Linked DNA regions of Sus scrofa: region 2 is linked to region 1. Evidence: chromatin contacts called from public Hi-C data. All regions are on one chromosome and are shown on one strand. Each heading gives the region's core, a stretch centred on a gene start, on an enhancer-like site or on the middle of the called end of the contact. The rest is flanking DNA. Distances are from core to core; before and after follow the strand shown.

The links. Hi-C and Micro-C count contacts between places; a contact is called where the count stands out from the background.
Region 2: a contact with region 1 is called in a Hi-C map of retroperitoneal adipose tissue, with 1.7 times the contacts expected there. The contact joins two enhancer-like sites. A contact is called at or near these places in 3 of 47 Hi-C or Micro-C datasets (embryonic fibroblasts, retroperitoneal adipose tissue and subcutaneous adipose tissue).

Annotation. Positions count from the first base shown.
Region 1 is chr10:66,134,846-66,139,534 of Sscrofa11.1, forward strand. No RefSeq gene overlaps it. Among named protein-coding and RNA genes, the nearest start is that of KLF6, 350 kb to the right of the region's middle. Within about 2 kb of position 1,461, at least 31 of the 83 cell types and tissues checked have an H3K27ac peak or open chromatin away from gene starts, as enhancers often do. A contact at or near this core is called in retroperitoneal adipose tissue, where this site is marked.
Region 2 is chr10:66,972,040-66,976,359 of Sscrofa11.1, forward strand. It overlaps LOC102159132 (a long non-coding RNA gene), which reads left to right. Exons shown (of 4, transcript XR_002336446.1): 4 at 4,112-4,320. Among named protein-coding and RNA genes, the nearest start is that of PITRM1, 23 kb to the right of the region's middle. Within about 2 kb of position 2,677, at least 2 of the 83 cell types and tissues checked have an H3K27ac peak or open chromatin away from gene starts, as enhancers often do. A contact at or near this core is called in retroperitoneal adipose tissue, where this site is marked.

The DNA of each region.
Region 1 (4,689 bases), core at 211-2,710:
GCGTTGAGTCCTTTCTCCCCCAAGCTGCCGCCCCCGCGTTCTTTATGTGAAGAAGTGACCCTGAGTCACGTAGAGTTCGGATGCGCAGAAGGCGGGCTCATGCCTGTGGACATTTTCCCAGGCCTTGAGGACGGTCGCCGGGACTGCTGTTAACAACAGCGGGACCGCAGCGCTCATGACCGAGCCGCCTGGACTCCACCGGCACGGCTGTCCCCGCGGGCTGAGCCAGTGTCCTTAGCGACCGGGGCGGCGGCTGGACAACTGCGATCACGCCCGGTGAGGGATGGCTCTCGCCCAGTCGCCCTTGCGTGGCATCTCTATCCCCCGTTTTTAAGCCCCGGCCGGCCTGAGACCCGGCCCCCACCCCCACCAGGCCCTGGTTCAGAACAGCGGCCTTGGAGGCTCCGCGCCTGCCCTTCAAGGCGCCCCAGCGCCCTGGCCGCACCCCCGACCGATGGCACTGACGCACAGTCGGGCTGTGAAGGCAGCGCTTCTCGCTCACCCGCTCCCGGACGTGGAACGGAGAGAAAACGCCCCCCTGAAAGAGCCACCTTCCAGATGTGCCCGGCTCAGGGCCGGCCCCGAGTGTCACGTCCTGGTGGGAAGTGACTGCGTGTGTTTTGTTCAGATCCAAGGCCCTGTTGACAAAGCCGTGCTGCAGGTGTCCCCCTGAAATGGTCACACGGTGACCTTCCCTGGTCAAAGAGGCCTCTAAATGGTATCCCGGGTCTCGTCTCCCGTGCACATCTGAAGGTCTGCTGTTTCGGAGAGGGCAGTGCCCTGGTCACGGAGATTTAAAGCACCCTGTGGGGTCAGATTTTAACAGGAACCCAAATAATAGCAACCCCTTTCTTTGTTGGCCACCCCCAGGGCTCACTCTGGATGTTTTTAATAGCAAGGGACCTCATCTAGCCGTCCATGAGGCTAACTGATTTCTATACCTTTTTCTCTTCTATCCCCCCCACCTCCCGCTCCCCATTCCCCGCCCCCCCCCTTATTCAATTAAAAGAATCAGCGAGCCCTTTGGCTCCCTTTTCCTGGAGCAAACTTTTTCACAAACTTTTTTTAATTTACTCAAAGGAAGAGTTTAAAAAATGCTGAAGCATAGCATGCACACACCACATGCATAAGAAGACGCAGCAAGACCGCTGCGGTTGTCCAAGAGGATCCTGCGGCCAGGGCTGCCTGGCGGCCCCAGCGGACATAGGGCTAAGCCCACGGGGTCACATCTGGGAGAGAGAGTGTGTGAATGGAGCGGAGCCGGCCTCCCACACGACAGGAATTCCTCCCAAACTATGTGCTCGCTCGGTATGGGAGCGCAGAAAAAAAATGTGTTTGGAATATCGCTAAGGAAACCCAGATAGATCCCCTATCTTTGCCAGAGCACAGAAGACAGTTCAGCGAGTGACTGACTCAGAGTGACTAACGCAGAACACGTGTCCGATGATGGGGGGAAGCAGGGATGTAGAGAAAAGGGCGGCCACCGTGCTTTCTGCCCCAACAGGAACAAGACGACTCCCTTCCTCCCTCGTATTCACGCCCCTGGCTTTTCTCAGACAAAGCGTACAAAGAAAAGCACTGGTCTTTCCGCTCAGAAAGGTTTCTGCCGTCATAAATGTCTCTCTCCAACATCAAGGTGCTTGTTCCTGCTGTCACACCTGTGAGCATCTTTTGTTTTGCCGCGGAGGACACACTTCTGAGAATATGCTTTCACTCCAGAATTTTGAGAGTGTGTTTTGGCTTTCACTATTATTCCAACAAGCCAGTTGTGTGTGTGTGTGTGTGTGTGTGTGTGTGTGTGTGTGTGTGTGTTTAGAGCCATGAATTCCATGTAGCTAAAGTTTAGTTCCATTTTAATGCCAGTTATGATAGCACAGTCCATTATTCTCTAAAAATAGGTCCAAATATGTTTATCTTTGTGGAATTTAGGAAGCAGCAACTCCATCTGCAATATCCTTTACCATCACCAACCATAAAAAGGTGGCAGAAACAGCGGTTTGCTGCATCCCGGGAAATGTCCCGTTATCCCAAAGCCTCGCCAGACCCCTCGCTGCTCCTTCAGCCGGGGTCCTCCTGACGTCGGCTGCCCGCTGTGCGGGGTCTGAGCTCCGTTTCTTCTTCATGCTCTTCTGCGCTGTATCTTCCTCTGCTGTTGCATTCTGGTCACCAGGTTTAAATTGCAGACGGTTAGAATGTGAAGATATTAATGCTTTTGAACCTGCTCGGCGTGAAAGGGTCTGCAGTCAGCCTCTTCATCTCCAGCAAACCGACCCCGTGCACGAGCGAGGCTCCCACACAGTGAGGGAGGCTTTACCCTGCGTGTGCGCCTTGGGGCGAGGAGAACTCTTTCTCTTGTCTCTCAAAGCACCTGGCCCAACAGTTTGGCACTTTTCACACACACGTACATGGACGTATCTTCACAGATCCCACACATACTTTTTTATTTGATTAATTTTTTTTTCCTAGCTGACGGCTTGAAGCAGATGTGGTTCTAAAACACCAGCGAATAACCCCTGGGGCTCAGCAAGTGTATGGCCCAGACCTCAAAGCCACAGTGGAAACATCTGGCTCCAGTCCCCGAGACACCTGGCGGTCAATCCATATTACGGGCCTGAATTGCCCCCTGACTGGGCAGGAAAAAAACAGCAGCCAAACTTGGTAAAGCACAGGCATAAACTAAACTTGGTTACTCAATGTGAGGACCATTGACTGAGTTAGTCAGTTTTAAGAAAATAAATAAATGAATCAGGACAATAAGACCAACTCTGAAGATAACAATTTCAGATGAGGGATTCTGCGATGTTTAAAAACCCTTTAACCAAAGACACTGTCTCTGTTTTCATTCACCCGTTTATTTTAGTGTTTATTAAGCATCCATACTGTAACAGCGACAATGCTATTTGACACTTAGACACATTGTTTAGTCGTAGAAATTACAGTAGATGATTCTGACACCCTTGTTTCAATCGAACTAGGAGATAAATTCCAGACATTAAAAAAAGAGACATTTCAGAGAACCTGACTAGTATCCATGAAGATGTGGGTTCAATCCCTGGCCTCGCTCAGTGGGTTAAGGATCTGGATTTGCTGAAAGCTGTTGTGTAGGTCACAGATGCAGTTTGGATCTGGCATTGCTGTGACTATGGTGTAGGCTGGCTGCAGCTCTGTTTCAACCCCTAGCCCGGGAATTTCCATATGCCACTGGTGAAGCCCTAAAAAGCAAAAAAAAAAAAAAAAAAAAAATTCATTTGTAATCATAATCCATGGAGTATAAAGGTGGTAGTTACTTTATCTAAAGAGAGACATATCAGAGTTCCTGTCGTGGCTCACTGGTTAACGAATTCAACTAGGAACCATAAGGTTGCGGGTTCAATCCCTGGCCTCGCTCAGTGGGTGAAGGATCCAGCGTTGCCGTGAGCTGTGGTGTAGGTCGCAGACGCGGCTCGGATCCCGAGTTGCTGTGGCTCTGGTATAGGCTGGCGGCTACAGCTCTGATTCGACCTCTAGCCTGGGAACTTCCATATGCTGCAGCAGCGGCCCAAGAAATGGCAAAAAGAGAAATAAATAAATAAATAAATAATAAAAAGAGACATACCACGTATCACTAGATAGACAAGAGGCATGGTCTGACAGGGAAAAAACTGGACATATAGCAAAGAGAAGCACTTTTCGATGGGCCCTCACAGCACTCAAGAGGCACTGTCTAGACACATTTGAAACAAACTTCAAATAGCGCGCTTCAAATTAAAGACCACACAGAAAAGAGGGCTAAATTACCATGCATTTAATGTCATATAATTGCAAAATTGAGCATGTACACCAAAGCATTTAAAACGATCACTGGTTAAAATTGCGTTTTCTATGAAAATACAAGGAACATGATCTTAAGTAAAGATTCACTCACGATACTTCAGCTCAGACCCTCACAACATCTCTTGTTTGTATTAGAGCACAAAGTACTCAAACAGTCACAGGTACCTAAATAAATAAATAAATAGATAATAAATAAGTACATTTGTATAAAAAAAACAAACCTTGATTCCATTATTCTCCTCAAGGCCAAACCAAGATTTTGAGATAAATTAACACTGCAGACAAGTCCGAGAATGAAACGGGGTTTTTTCACCCATCCTTCCTCTCTCCTCCTTTTGCGTGTTTCTGTTTTTACATCTGAGATGGGGTGAATTTTTATGAGAGTCTCTTTGTGTAGGAAAACAGTAAAGGTCGGTACCACCATCTACAGCGGCGAATATGGCCTTTATGATATAAAACTCTCTGCCAGAAAACGCTCCTAACTGAGACAAAGGTGTGCAGCCTAATTTACACCTGCCATGATGGCATTTCGCTATTAACTTGCAAAGCAGTATGTTTCCACTCTGAGGATGTAATTTTTAGCCACCTTGCTTCAGGAGGAAAGACAGATGCATAGCTGCCATTTTGTAACAGGCAAACAGCAGACTACTAATGGGGCAGTTAATATTGTGGATTCGAGGTACACTTTATTATTATAACAATATAAAATTAATCTTTGCAGAATGGGTAAAGATACAGACATGAGTCATGACTTTCTCTGTTAACCTGACACCCCCTTTTACCTGTAACACATCATGAGCAAAACAATGTCCTACAATTGATTTCTCTCAATCTGGACAATCTGAACACTTACCATTGAACACGAGGCATCGAAAT
Region 2 (4,320 bases), core at 1,427-3,926, 840 kb after region 1:
CGGCAGCGCTGTGGCTGGGGCCCCGCGTGGCCTCTGCTGGCCTTTCAGAGACCCGCCTGCCTCGCAGTGGCGCAGAGCAGATGTGCTGACCTCCACGTGGTGGCCCACAGTGCAGAGGGGGCCCGGCCAGGGGACCAGGGGGCCACCAGGGTTGGTTCTGGTGACGCCCGCCTGGCCCGCAGACGGTGCCGTCTTGCCGAGCCCTCCCAGGGCGGTGAGCCAACGCGGGGTCCCTTCCTCCTCTTCTGAGGACCCCGGTCTTTGGGACCAGGGCCCCACCCTCACCACCTCATTCAAGCTGAGGAACCACCCGAGAGACCCCGTCTCCAAACGCCATCACACCAGGCTCAACAGGCAGCTTCAGGGGACACAGTTCAATCCCTAACGGGACCTGCGGGGACTCTGCCGGCCACTCGTGAACCTGTGTCTCCAGTCCTCCCGCCCCCACCCTTTCCGTGACCCTAAGACCTCTCCCCCCAGAGGAAACCTGGAAGCTCACAGGACAACCCTAACGATGACTTTGGCAGGGACGGCTCCTGGTAAAGGAGGGAAGAGTTGGCCCTCGCTGGGGGACGCACCCTGAAGACAGAGGGGCTGGAGAAGCCAGGCCAGAGCTGCCTGTGTCTTGAGCCCACCCAAGCCAGGCTGGGAGAGATGCGGCCCCGCGGCCCGATCCATGCTCTGAGGTGGTGGGACCCAGAGGCAGCGTGATGGGGTCCCCGGGGGCCCAAGCACTTTACAGGAGGGAAAACTCAGGGAATGTGAAGGTGAGTCTCACTAGGCCGCTGTGGAGGCCTGCGGTGACCTGGCACGCCTGCCGGGAGCAGGGGTCCAGAGCTCGCCCCGGCCACGCACCAGGCGAATGTGGGTCAGGACAGCTCTCCAGCCAGGCCCTCCCGCGTCTCAGCAGACGGACAGCGCGGACAGGAAGACTCAAGCAGCCCGGGACAGTCACTCCTGAAAGGAACGCTCGGGACCTCGAGAAGCCCTTGGGGTCGGCCTCGAGTTCAGCCGCCAGCCTGACCCGTTGCGGCTGCCTCGTCTGTGTTCTGCCGTCGTCCCCGTCGTGACAAGAGACAGGAACGGTTTTGTCGGACACAGAGACCCAACCTCGATGTGGGACTGGGGCCCTGTTAAGTGGGGCAGAGAACACGGAGGCGACGAGAGCCAGCCGGGGCCTGTGGGACACTGACGACGCTGCACTCGGGCCAGCGCCCGCGCGGGGCCGCTGGTGTCCGCTCGGGGCCGCTGGTGTCCGCTCGGGGGCGTCCAGGGCTGTTGAAAGCGCGCATGGGAAGATCGAGGTTTGGGCAAAGTCTGCCGCAGGGGAAGCCGTACCTGCCCCGACCCCAAGCCGGGGACGTGCTTTCTGTCTCGGGATAACGCAGGGGCTACGCCTTTTGGAAGAGCCCGGAGTGCGACGGTGCGTCGAGCGTAACCAGGTTTGACGAGGTCAGCCGCGTGAGGGTCACAGCATCGCGGCATCAGGACACAGGAGTGGCCCATGCAGGACCAGGCGTAGGAGGGCAGCGCAGACCGCGCAGCCAGGCCCCAGAGCAGCGAGCAGCGGACCGCCCCCCAGAGGCCCCCGCCACCCGCTTGTCTGGAAGGACTGCGCGGGGAGGCCCTTGGGCGCGAGCTGGGCTGCAGTGGAGCGTGAATCCGGGGCGGAGGGACTGAGACGCGAGAGGCGGGCGGATGAAGCCTCTCTACGCCCAGAGAAAGGGTGCGAGCTTGATCCCAGATGAAGCACGGGCCGTGGTTCGAGTGTCCTCTGCTGCGCGAGGTCATGAAGGATGCTCCGCGGGCCGCCCTGAGCGGGCGGGGCGTGGGGCTGCGGTGGAAGGAGAGGGGACAGGTGTTCCTGCGACGCTGGCCTGCGCCCCCGTGCGTCTGTCGCCACGACGTCCCTCTGCTCCCTCCGCGGCGCAGAGGAAAGCAAAGCAGGCCAGCGACAGCTGGGTCCCCTGCCATCACGGTAAGACCGTGTGCGACCTGCGTGACCCCATATGACCCAGGAGGTTTACAGACAGCGTCTGCCTCAGGCCCGGCTCCCGCAGCAGACGTGGGGTCCTGGTTGATCTGGATGCATCCAGGACTCCTGGCCGAGGGTCTCTTTCTTCTTCAGCAAGTTCTCAGTGTCCTCACTAATCTTTGGCTTTTCAGAGTTCCCACTGTGGCTCAGTGGGTTAGGAACCTGACTAGTATCCATGAGGACTTGGGTTCGACCCCTGGCCTCGCTCAGTGGGTGAAGGATCCAGCATTGCCGTGAGCTGTGGTGTAGGCCAGTGGCTGCAGCTCCAATTCAACCCCAGCCTGAGAACCTCCATATGCCGTGGGTGCAGCCCTAAAGAGAAAAAAAAAGTCTTTGGCTTTTCTTTCAAAGGAGTTCTAACATTCCCGCTTCCGTTTTTTCCTAACATTTCCCAGAGACGTGACGATGGCCGACGTGTAAGGAGCCGTCCTGGTCCGTCCTAGGGAGGACGGGGGGCCTCCTGTGTGGGCTCCCCCGAAGGGGAGAAGGTGTCCACCCTCTCCAGCCGTGGAAGGGCCCTGGCTCCTTGGAAGAGCTCCCCACGCCCTCTGCAGACGGCAGTGAGGTCTCCAGGCCAGTGGTGGCCCTGACCCGGCCCTCGTGGCCGTCCTGGGGGGGCGGCCGCCAGCGCAGCTCTTTCTCCTGGTCCCGCCGTGGCCGCGCGCCTGGCCTGCATTGCCGTCTTCTTTATCAGAAACAGCCTTCTTCCTCTTACCCTGTGCAATTCACACTTGAATTTCCTGGCTATTGTCTACACGCTGGTAGGTCCTTAGGGCACTGTTTTTTGTTTTTTTGTGGGTTTTTTTGTCTTTTGCCTTTTTTTTTTTTAGAGCTGCACCAGCAGTATATGGAGGTTCCTCGGCTAGGGGTCAAATTGGAGCTACAGCTGCCAGCCTACACCCCAGCCACAGCAACGCGGGATCCGAGCCGTGTCTGTGACCTACAACCACAGCTCATGGCAATGCTGGATCCTTAACCCACTGAGTGAGGCCAGGGATCAAACCTGCAACCTCATGGTTCCTAGTCAGATTTGTTTTCTGCTATGCCACGACAGGAACTCCTGGGTGTTTTGTTTTTGTTTTTTATAATAGAGAATGTGACTAAAGCTATTTGATCTCTTCTAAGAAAAATGTGGCTAGAGACAGGTGCAAAAAAAAATTGCAGCTAATTTTAGGTCAGAGTCCATTGAAGCTTGAATCATTCTTGAGATTAACAGGTTGAAACAAGGCGAGCAAATAAATTCCACACAACCAGGAGGAACGTTTTGCTGAGGAGTTTTGTTGGACTAACAGGTTACAGTAAACTGTTGCCTGGTTCTACCCCTAATTTACCCAGTTCCCAGTTTACCCAGGAGGTGTCGGGACCTCCCCACTGTCGGCAGCCGTGAGCAGTGTGGATCCAGTGTGGCGTGCTGAGGTGTGACCGTGGCTGCTGAGCCCGTGTGTTCTTTATTATATTACTACGCAGCATCTCCTGTGCATCAGGTGGGGTTGGCACCCTGCGGCAGTGCCTGCTGGATTTCCACCCACTGTCTGGTCCCATCTGATGACACGGGGCTTGCAGATGCCGCCGCCTGTGTGTTCCCTTTTCTGCTGCCACACCTCCTCATGACCACAGAGTTTTAGGTCTTCTTTTATGCCTCGAAATACTCTCAGGTGGGGAGACAAAAAGACCCTGGGGGCAAGCAGAACGGCTGGCTGGCTGGGGAAGTGAAGGGTTCCCACACTTTAATGGCTAAGAAAGAAACCGCTCGTAATATTCTAGCCCAATGCTTACCTGTCGGTTGGATCCTGACAGAGCTGAGGGCTTCGTGTGCTTTTAGGAAAAGTGTTGAAGCCTGTAGCGTCCGTGAATGATATATTTGTTTTTACCAAAACTCATCTTCCTAGGCTATTATCTTATACGTTGCTCCGTTTGGTTTCTTAATGTTCTTTCGTGTGAGCGGAAGGCTGCGGGGAGGCGTTCATCAGCAGAGAGAAAATTGGGCGGATAATCAGCTGCGTTCCTGGGGCTGCAGTCATGGGAGGGGCCTGACCTCCAGGGAGGCATCCTTCATGCTGGCTCATCTTCTTCCAGTGCCACCTCCGCCACGTGAAGGATGCCTGGGTTTTGTGCAACTCCCGCGCTCGCAGCGTCTCTGGGTCTTTACCGCGGTCAGAGGTTTCCGGACGGTCTCCCGTTCCTGCCCCCGAGACGCGTTCTCACTATTGTGCCTGACCGGGAACACAGCACAATGAACGTTTTCCAAAAAGGCAGAGACGTGGGAGATGCCTTTTCATGTCACA